Regions from separate parts of the Rattus norvegicus genome. Here region 1 is linked to region 2. A link is a contact called in public Hi-C data. All regions are on one chromosome and are shown on one strand. Each heading gives the region's core, a stretch centred on a gene start, on an enhancer-like site or on the middle of the called end of the contact. The rest is flanking DNA. Distances are from core to core; before and after follow the strand shown. Region 1 holds the start of Zfp874b (zinc finger protein 874b). Region 2 holds the start of Fastkd3 (FAST kinase domains 3).

The links. Hi-C and Micro-C count contacts between places; a contact is called where the count stands out from the background.
Region 1: a Hi-C map of liver shows a contact between it and region 2, with 4 times the contacts expected there. The contact joins the promoter of Zfp874b here to the promoter of Fastkd3 in region 2.

The regions. Positions count from the first base shown.
Region 1 is chr1:36,841,196-36,846,699 of GRCr8, forward strand. Zfp874b (zinc finger protein 874b) reads right to left here and starts at 1,510. Exons shown (of 4, transcript NM_001346428.2): 1 at 1,481-1,510. The coding sequence starts at 1,486. It overlaps LOC120099099 (a long non-coding RNA gene), which reads left to right. Exons shown (of 3, transcript XR_005497905.2): 2 at 1-1,324; 3 at 1,433-1,582.
Region 2 is chr1:36,692,528-36,697,756 of GRCr8, forward strand. It overlaps Fastkd3 (FAST kinase domains 3), which reads right to left and starts at 2,732. Exons shown (of 7, transcript NM_001082574.1): 1 at 2,714-2,732; 2 at 65-1,519. The coding sequence starts at 1,490. Mtrr (5-methyltetrahydrofolate-homocysteine methyltransferase reductase) reads left to right here and starts at 2,947. Exons shown (of 13, transcript NM_001039003.1): 1 at 2,947-2,986; 2 at 3,896-4,060. The coding sequence starts at 3,932.

The sequences.
Region 1 (5,504 bases), core at 260-2,759, 150 kb after region 2:
AGGAAAAAAATTTTTTTTCCACAGGAGGGCCAGAGTTACAGTCTCTCAGACAGGAGAGACTGAAGAAGCCACAATATCCGGAAGCACAGAGAATTTATTAGGTAACATAGATGTTTAGTTCAACAGTAGGATAGCCAATCAGGACAGACAGCTCGTTCACAAAAATCCAGAAATCAGAACTGTACATTTGCAGAAGAATATGATCAAGGGTTAGCCAACTGAAACAGGCAGAATGTGTGCAATCTTACAATGAGGGCACCTCTGGTGTCATTGTTAACACCTTGTGACAGGTTTTACAATCCTATGTTTGACAACCTCTAAGCTTACAACCTCCGAGGCAAAAGTTTTTTATCTCTTGATAATTAATCCTGCATTGAGAAACAGCTCAATATCCTTTTAGCAAACATGGGTGTCATGCTACTTTCAAGTAAGGAACTAGGGGTTGGGGATTTAGCTCAGTGGTAGAGCGCTTGCCTAGCAAACCCAAGGTCCTGGGTTTGGTCCCCAGCTCCGAAAAAAAAAAAGAAAAAAAAAAAAAAGTAAGGAACTAAAGTCTTCATGAGGGATTCCTATTCCAAATGAACCATCTTTAAGTTCACAATTCATTTCAAAGAAAGTAGGATAAACATCACGTACAGAGTCCCCTTCAGGACTCTGAACCTGGAACCTACCAAGTCCTGTCACCTCAAAGCAGGAGTATGTGCAATGGTTAAAAACCAGCTCGGTTTCCAACTGAGCATTGGTTGTACAACACAGCAACAAAAACAAACAGCAAACAATATTAGCGGGACATGCATTTCTACTTCTTCTGTAATCTCTCTTAACTGCTGCTTGCTCAGAAAACAAACAAAAAATATAAAGAAGCAAAAAATCCCGAGTTGAGACAGTTGTGTTTTGTGACTTGAAGAATTCCAACCCCTGTCTTCCCTTGCAGCAGTTCTCAAACTGGCAAAGGAGGTTGTAGCTCCAAATAAGGCAGTTTTGTTTGTTTGTTTGTTTGGTTGGTTGGTTGGTTTTCCCTTTTAATTCCTAGTTTTGTTTGGTGATCTTTCTCAGTGGTCCTGAATTCCGTACAGTACAGAAAGGACCAGATCTTCTCTTATCTTATCTTCTCTTATCTATCTGAGAAAAAGAGTAACAGCCACGTGAGAGTGACCCAGCTAATGAACAAATGCTTCCACCAGCAAGCTGGAAAATGAACGCCCAGAAGCTCCATGCCCAGGCAAAGACCTTCACCCAACCCGCAGCATTGCCGGGGAATCCAGGTCCTTACAAGCGTCTCCATTCCTTGAATTCTGTCAGCTAGCTACAGTCTACCACAGAGGTCAGTCCCACCACCCCTCGCAGCGCCCTCTCTCCAGTCCTGATCAGAAAGCTTCTGCAAATCAGCTCCCCTTCACCCCCTTTCTATCCTGTTGCGTTTTCCCTCCAGACCTACGCACCCCTCACAGCCCCTGGGATAACTGAACCCTGGACCAACCTCCATGTCAGAGATCCAACGGGAGAGCACAGCAGGACCAGAGCCTGGCCCAGTTTTGGCAAAGAGCCGCACATGCTTATTAAAAGCTGAACTCTTGTTTACCAAAGTACCGACTGTGATGTCACTGTGTTACAGACTACATTTCCCACAAATCTGTGCGATGGCGTTTCAGCAGTCCTGGGAGAGTGCGTTGTACTACTTAATGATCCTGGATTTCTGCACTATTATCTTTTGCAATGTAGTGTCACCTAGTTAGGTAGCATGGAGCCTTCGAACAGTGTCCAGTTCTAACGAGCCGAATGCTTTGTTTTCCTCAGTTTCTGGGCCCCAGCTTAAAGGGGAAGAGGATTTTAATGGGAAAGTTAATAATTACTTCATTTCCGTGGAATTTGCAGCTATTTGGGGAACTGCCTCCAGGTGAGCCTTGTTCTCCTGTATTGACACCCTGTGTGAATAATTGACAGTGTACTGAGTTACCAGGATGGTAAGAGGAAGAGACACTGCAAGATGTGATACACTTTAACAAAAGCTACAGAGGAATCGGCTTTTGATGTTCTGACAGTCAATATGTCATGTTTGCCAGGATTGTTTTATAACTGAGGTTATGCTAAGCTTCTGAAATTCCCAAAGAAGATAATCCCATGAATTTGAGATAACAACCAAGGATTATTTACAGGAGATCACAGCAAGGTCTAAGAGCCATCACTCTGGAGTGAATGCCATGTGCAATGGCCTTCTAAAACATACACAGACCAGAAGCCACGGCAGGAACTAGTTTCCATGTGAATATTGGAATCCATTTGCTTTGGAGGTTAGTCAAGAGAAACATAGACTATTTAAATCATTGATCAGTTTTAAAGTCCTCTCTATTGTTTATTAGTAAAGAACCCTCAGATTATCTCACAATCTCTCCATCTGTAAGTTCTTTTCCCTATTTATGTAAGTGTTGTGAGTTGTCCTGATGTTGTTTCATTTTTGATGTTTAATTTTGCTTCCTGCAGAGGGGTGGCACCTGGAAGAGAAGTTGATCATGTACTCAGGTGATCTCGCGTGAATCGTCTCCCCATTTACTGATCAATAAAGGGAAGAGTCTGTGATTGGGCAGTGGAGAGGAAAGGTGGCACAGGAGAGGGGGAGAGGGAGAGCGAGAGGACAGGAGAAGAGAGGAGGAAGAAGCAGCAAAGATAGAGCAGAACAATCTGGCCAGGAGAAACTTGAAGTAACTAAGGGTCTCAGAACTGGGGAATAAGTTAGTATATTGTTAGTTCTGGCCAATCTAGGTTTATTAGTTATAAATATAATAACTGAATTATATGGATTTTTTTGTTCGGGATTATTGGAGTTGAAAATTACTGCTACATGTATAAAAGTTAGTTTTAGTGAGTCTCAGAAATACTTCTTACCTTAGTTACTGTACCTCATTTTGGAACTTTACATAAATCGGATGAACAGAAGTCTGTAAGATTCTCTGAAAACTCTGAAGTACAAAGTGGTACCCAATGACGTAGCTTCATCTAGATCTGACTTGCCTTTGCTTAAACACTCCTCAGGCCTTAATTCATCTTTCACATTTTCACATTCTTGTGTTCAAAACTATGTCTTAAGGCTTGTGTGACCAGCAATTTTCCATATTAGTTCATTTATTGTCCCTGGCCATCTTGTTTGCAATCTTAATTTCTCTAAGTATTTTATGCATTATTTAATACTCATAAATACAATGTTCAATAGCCTTGTTTCTGATTTTCCATTATATTAGTCATCATAGAACTAGGAAAAAATACAATGGAACATAAAAGAGGAGAGATAACAAAAGCAACAATCAAGAAAAGATAGATATATCTTGGCTGACCTCAAACTCTACTACAAACTCTACCTATTTAGCTGTTTCTGTAGTTCCAACCTGTTCCTAAAGATACTTGAGGAGCCGCTTGTTTTAGTCTATGAGGGAATCCAGAATATTTTGATTTAATAAGGGTGGCAACAAGTGGATGGAGAGTCAGGGCAAGCAGTGGAGAAGCAAAAATTCTTCCTTCAATACTCTTTTTTGTGTATTATTGACAAAGAAGAAGTACTGCTCAGCTATTAAAAACAATGACTACATGAAATTCTTAGGCAAATGGATGGAACTAGAAAATATCATCCTGAGTGAGGCAGCCCAGTCACAAAAGAACACACATGGTATGCACTCACTGATAAGTGGATATTAGCCCAAAAGCTCAGAATACCCAAGAAACAATTCATAGACCATATAAAGTTCAAGAAGAAGGAAGATCAAAATGTGGATGCTTTAATTCTCCTTAGAAAAGGGAACAAAATACTCATGGGAGGAAATACAGGGACAAAGAGTGGGGCAGGCAGGTACATAAGAAAAGGCCATCCAGAGACTGCCCCACCTGAGGATCCATCCCATATGTAGCCACCAAACCCAGTCACTATTGCTGATGCCAAGAAGTGCATGCTGACAGGAGCCTGATATGAATGTCTCCTGAGAGGCTCTGTCTGCAAGAGCCTTGCTGATACAGATGAGGATGTTTGCAGCCAACCACTGGACTGAGCACAAGGACCCCAATGGAGGAGTTAAAGAAAGGACTGAAGGAGCTGAAGGAGTTTGCAACCCCATAGGAAGAAAAACACTTTATAAGAGTTCCCAGAAGCTTGGGTTTCAGTTGATTCCAAGGCAGTCCATGGTCACAACCAAGATGAGGAATCCCTGAATCTAACAACACAGACACAAGTGCACATACAATCAAACATTCAAGTTTTTACTGAAAAAGGAAAAGGACATTCATTTGTACAGAGGTTATACTGATGCTATACTAGTGGTAACTGTGTGTGTGGGCGGTTTAAGGTTGATGCTGATATGCAGGTGAGGGCTGGCACAAGTTAGGTCAAGGCCCATGACTGGAAACTAAAAAGTAAGGTGGGGGACAAAGTTTTTGTAAGGTGAAAGGGAAGAGGAAAAGGAGAGGGAGAATCAAGATGGAGATAGAGAAGGACGACCTAGATCTGGGTGGTCTTAAATGACCATAGGCAGTTATGAATATTTCTTAAGGGGTGGCTTTCTGTAGGTCAATTTATGGGAGGATTATATCTTTATCAATTGGCTGTGAGTTTATTGTGTGGACGTATTGAGAATTTAACATATATATCTGATTGCTAAAGTACAGTTTATTGAGTCTTGTTTTAACGGGTTGCTGGGAGTTTATACTATAACTACCAGGGGGCAGTTGCTGGGAGTGTGGACAGAGTCCTTGACAGGGAGTCATGATAGGCCAGCCGCAGGAGAGGGCAGCTGGCAATGGGGGCCAAGAGACTGCCGGGGGTAGAGGATAGCGAGAGGTAACATGGCATAGTGCCACACTGGAACCGGTTGCCACTGAGATGAAGGTACCCCGCAGATGTCATGTGGCCCTATGGTGCCAACACTAGCATGGGATAAAAGTTCCATTTTTTAAAATAATTTAATAACGGGAGTGGTGTATGTGTGGGGTTACATGTATAAGAAAGGTAACATTCTTAAGGGGAATAGGGTAGTAAGGAGGTAGACTGAAAATAAGAGGGTAAAAAGTGCTGCTGCATATGTATTAATGTCAAAGTGATATTTTTACTTGGCATGCAGTCTAAGTAACTTACCCTGTCACTATCATAAAGTATCTGATAAGGGCAACTTACAGGAAAAAGGGTTTAACCTGACTGTGGCTAAAAGTTATTGTCTACCATGATGATAAAGTTGAGGCAGCAAAAATTTGAAGCAGCTGCTCATGCTGCCTCGTCAAGAAGCAGATGGAGAAAGATGAGATCCTTCTTATACAATCAAGGATCCCAACCAACAAATAGGACCTATCTGTTCACCTACTATCAAAAAGTCTTCTGACCTCAATTAATCAAGATAAACCCTTCAAAGGAATGGCCTGAAGCTTATCTAGGATGTGATTCTCAATTTCATCTATTGGCATCTAAGATAAAGATCCCTTCTCCAACTCTTGTTACTTGAACCCAAACACAACTTAAAAACATGTTTTAA
Region 2 (5,229 bases), core at 1,482-3,981:
TGAGTCAATGTAAACAGTGCCCAGGCACCCCGAGCCACTACAATCAATTTGTTAACTGCCTCACCTTGCAGCCGTTGAAGGAAAAAGGGGCTGAATATTTTTGACATAAAGTTGACCGGATGGCGCTCAATCAGTGAACATGAGTGAAGAAGCCTCAATAGCATCTTGGGTGGAAAATGACGTAAATGAGCAAAGAGCACATTTTCTACCTTCCTAAACAGAGCAGGGGCATTTGGTGGTAAATAATTGAGTTTTCCAAATGGCTCAATTAATTCAGAAATCTGACTTGGTGAAAACTTTTCGGACTGACAAACAAAAATCTCTGCAACTACATCGAAGATGGGCTTGGAAAGAATCCGCTTTCTACTGCAGTACTCCATCACAGAGCTGGCAACGGCGGGGTCCAGGGAGAAGCACTGGGCAGCAACATGTTGCTCTAAGGCCTCTGTGAAAAACCTGTCACTGTGTCCAAAATAAACAAATGCCTCCAAGACTTGCCTGAGCTCCTCATTAGTAAAACGGGGAATGTATCTCACAACGGACTTGCCCAGCTTTATAAGCAGTGGGCGTGCGTGAGTCTGGTCCAGGGCCACTAAGGCAGTAAGAACATGGCTAATGGATTTAGGGCTCAGGTAGGAAACTATTGAAAGGGAGAAGTTGTTTACGGTGTTTAAAAATGTCTGATGTTTGTCTACTTCTTCAGGACACGCCTGCAGAATCCTATAAACGGACACGATATCCTCTGGAGCAAATGTTTCCAAATTTTCACTTTGCAGTTGACAGATAACCAGTTTCAGGATCTCACAACTTGCACCTTGAAGCCTAGCCAGACTTTCCCCAAGAACACAAAGATGGTGGACTTCCAGACTGCCTCTTCGCAGCCGGCGCTGGCATTCTGCCACAAGGCTCAGCACCAGGCTACTTTGAGGATCTATAACCAGAGACTGCAAAACGGTCACCAAAACAGCATTGGTCAGATGTGAGGGATCCCGCTCACAGCGAAGGCACAAAGCCTGGAAGACGCGGTTTTCCAGTACTTCTTTGGGTAGTCTCTGCTCATCATCTCTTTTCCCTATCTCACAAATCCTGAGCAGAGCTGCTGATGCCAGAGTGACAGGCAGGGTGTCCAGTGTATGGATGAAACTCAACACTTCCTCAAAGGAGGCGAAGCTGTTTAGCCTCCTGGAAAGCATCTCTTCATCCTCATTTTTAAGAGTCTGTTCTGGCTGGTTCCATACCTGTGCTTGAGAGAACCATGGCTCACCGACTGGATGAAGGTCATTTCCGTTTTCTGAGTGGAAGCTTTTACAGTATGCATGATAGAATCTGACCCTGAACAGATCAGGTTGTAGGGAGCAGAACCAAACACGGAGGCAATCTCTGACTGCCTTTTGGACATTATTGGCAGGGTGAATTTTCAGAGCAACCACAGCTCCGGGCATCCAAAAAACAGACATATGACAAAAGGCCCTCCGCAGGGTGAACGCCATGCCATAGGGTTCACCACACGTGACTTAGCCTAAGAAAATAAAACAAAAAAAGGTCAAATGCTAAGAGGACTTAACATCAACATTTATGAAAGAATGAGTATCCCATGACAAAGATTAAAAAAACAAGAACCTTGCTAAAACGTTTTAAAAACCAAGGCTTACTTTTCCTATCGAGCTAAGAAACAGAGAACCTGGGAGGAGGGTGCCCACTCTCCTGGCCCGGACCTCCACACCTAATTGGCTGACACCCAATAGTTTCACCAATAACTAGCCAGGCCACCCATATAAGACATGCATACCCCTTCTAGGCAGTGCCACAAAGTTTTTTTTTTTTTTTTTATAATGAACTATGCCTTAAATCTAAACTCCTTGAGTCATAGGTGTATGTAAGGATCTCAGATTAATGTTTTTTTTACCACTACGTACCTTTATAAAGCTTTCCTCTTCAAGGACCACGTTCTATGGACAAAGTGAAGAGACTACACCAACACATGCCTCCTTTAACATGTAAAGTTGGTTGCCCATTAAATAGCTCCCAAAACCCCATAATCATATACATCAGTTACCACTCAGGCTTTCAGGCCCACGTGTCTCTTCAGTTTTCAAAAAATCCTATTTTCTGATTCATCAGCACTCATTGACTTAGTTTCACTCTGGCTCATCCTGAAATTTCTTTTCTGTGGACCGTGAACACCTTAGTGTTGTCAGGTGCACTGAAGAATCATAGGGCTGACATCCTGTGGCCTCACTATATCAGGGCGAGATGCTGGCTCCTAATCACTGCCACGATCTGCCCAGTCTTTACTGTAAGTTACAGTACTTCAGTTCGTCTGGTTGAAGCTTTTCCAAATAAGAAACTGCAGCAACAGGGAAACCACCGTGCCCAGTGAAGCTGGGAGCGAGAGAAAGAGCTAGAATTTAAATTCTACCTCTAAATCTCGAGAATTGCGTGTTGGGGGAAGGAGAAGCCAATGTTTATATTTACGTGAGAGGAGAAGCAGCCGGCAAAATTCAAACTCCAGGTACGAGTCGAGCAAAGAATGGCAATCTGCACTGAGAAGCCAGGGAGGCGGCTGGGCTGAAGCTCACGCACTGGTTAAAACAATCACAGAAAAGCAAGCGGAAAGGGCAACGGCAGAGGCAGGCGCCGAGAGGCCAGACCGGAACCCACGGAGTACGCTGGAGCGCGAGTTGGGGGGGGGGCGTAAACCCGCGGAACTTACCGAGCGGCTCCGAGCCACGTCCGGGACAGGACCAACGCAGAACTTCCAAGCCCCACGGACACCCGCACGCACTGTCCCTTACCTGTAGGACATTTTGGCGCGTGCGCGGCGCTAAGGCACCGCCCTCATTCGGCACTCAGCGATTGGCCCAGGTCCTCCAGCATTCCTATTGGTGATCGTGCAGAGCATGCGTGCTGTACGGTGCGCGCATGAGCAGTGTTCCCAGACGGTATCTGAGAAAAACGGGGACCCGCGCGGAATTCGCACCAGGAGGTACTCTGCCGGGGATGGCGAGGGTGACGGATGCGGCGGGGAGCCGGGACTCGCGCCTGCGCAGTGGGAATGACGTCTCTGAGTCCCCCGGACCGTGGGGAGGGGGCGTCTCACGGGGTGCAGCGGGGAGGAGTCTTCTCTGCCACCTTTCCCCCAAAGTGTGTGAGCCTACACTTGTCGCGTTGCGACTCATCCGTTGGTCCTGCCAACTCTGTAGCAATGCTTCATAACAAACCTTTAAGTTTTTGTGCCCTAGCTCCCCAGCAGATAAGCCACACCTGCTTAAAAACTATAGTTGGTTCACTCACGAAAAAAAATACTTTTATAACAGACTGTCTAACATTCAGCGTTAGCCACTGGATGGAATGGCCGAGTGTGGAATCCCAGTCCCCCTTGTGCCCTTTACTTTTCTCTCGGTTATCTCTGGAAATACCGTCTCTGTGTAAAGTCCATGTACGCTGACTACTTTTGATTAGGATCTAGCAGGAAACACGAATTCCCCAGTTTTAGGGGAACATTTTACAGTTACGGGAGTTTTTTTGTTTTTTTGTTTTTTTATTTTTCCGCAGAAACAATAGCCCTGGGACACTGTGTTTGAGCTTTGCTTAGTCCCTTCACCATTCAGGCTTATGATCCTCATTCTGAGTACAGATAAGGCAGATCAGCCCTACAGGTATGCACTTAAGAACACTTGCAAGACCCAAAAGAAGTTAGAAATCTGCAGTGGATTTCATGCAATCAAAAGTCTCACTTTCATATATCTCCTTTCATTATCACATATTGTGGTTCATTTAAAATTAGTGCTAAGAAACAAGTTTAGAGAAAAGGCTGTTTCAAATTATGTGTGGGTGTCCTGTGGGTTACCTGCTTCATTAAACAGTATCCCTTTTTTCCCTTTGTGGTTTTTAGTCTCACTGTTGGAGTTACAGCTGATGACCTGAGGTGATGAGAAGGTTTTTGTTACTGTATGCTACACAGCGAGGGCAGGCAAAGGCCATAGCTGAAGAAATAAGTGAGCAGGCTCTGTCACACGGGTTTTCCGCAGATCTTCACTGCGTCAGTGAGTCAGAAAAGGTAAGGGCAGCTATTCCTGTGCATTTTCCTGTACTCTGTGCTGTGACATACTTTGTTGTGGAAAGTTATCCCAAGTCCTATCTGTAGGCACACAAACGACAGTGAAGACTGGCCGCAGCTTATTAGTAGGCCCTGTGTTAACTCAGGTACCACAAATAAAGTAAAATGGGGTCAGGGTGTAGATCAGTTAATAGTGTGCTTGTCCATCGTGCACAGAGCCTTGGGTTGATCGCACTGCATACAAACTGGGTATAGTGGTTTATACCTATAACCTGGTTATTTAGGACAGTGAGGCAGGAGGAACAAAAGTTCAAATCCAAATTTTGATGCATCGTGATTCTGAGGCCAAATGTAAAATGAATTCTTTGAACCTAAACTAGGCTATGTTTATGAGCAATAGAAGAAGAAACCTGGGAAGAGTTAAAAAGCATGGGCTGTCTCCATGTACCCTTCATAGTGTTCCGAGCATGAAGGAAACAAGGAACTGGTTCTGACAGGCAGCTGATGGCAAAGGGCAGCACTTAATTTCCCCTTTAAAATAACCCTCTGTTCAAGTGTGTCATTGCCTTGGTTTCATTTGTAGTACACACATGACTTTGCTCAGATGGATGATGATTCCAGAATAGTAGCTTACACTGCAGCCTGGCTTTGTTGGAATATCTTATGCTGCTCCTGTATTCTTTCACTTTTTTAAAAAATGTGTTTGTTTATTGGAGCAGAACAGGGCTCTTTGTAAACCAGGCAGGCCTTGAACTCTAGAGAGCCACTGGCCTCTGCCTCCTAAATAATAGCATTAAAGGCATACGCAGCCGTGCCTGAGAGTGTTCTGAGGTTTTCATTCTGGGTTCTCGGTGTCTGTTATCTTTGTTTGTAACTCACTTTGACCCTGTAAAACCCCTTTGCTCTCTTTTCTTGTGTGTGTGTGTGTGTAATATGAATGTATGTAGAACCAACCCATTTTCCTGCCTTGCTGTTCAGCATGTCCTCCTGATAACTTAATGGGCCTGTATGCTTCTTGTGTTTTTCTGAAGTATAGAATCCACTAACAGCCTGGGGAGAGATAGGGCTTTTCTTAGTATGTCAGGGCTTGTCTTAGTATGTCATGTGGAGGGAAAAGTATTAAACTCTCCTAGCCTCCTGGTGCCATCAGCAAAAGTGACCTAAGAAGG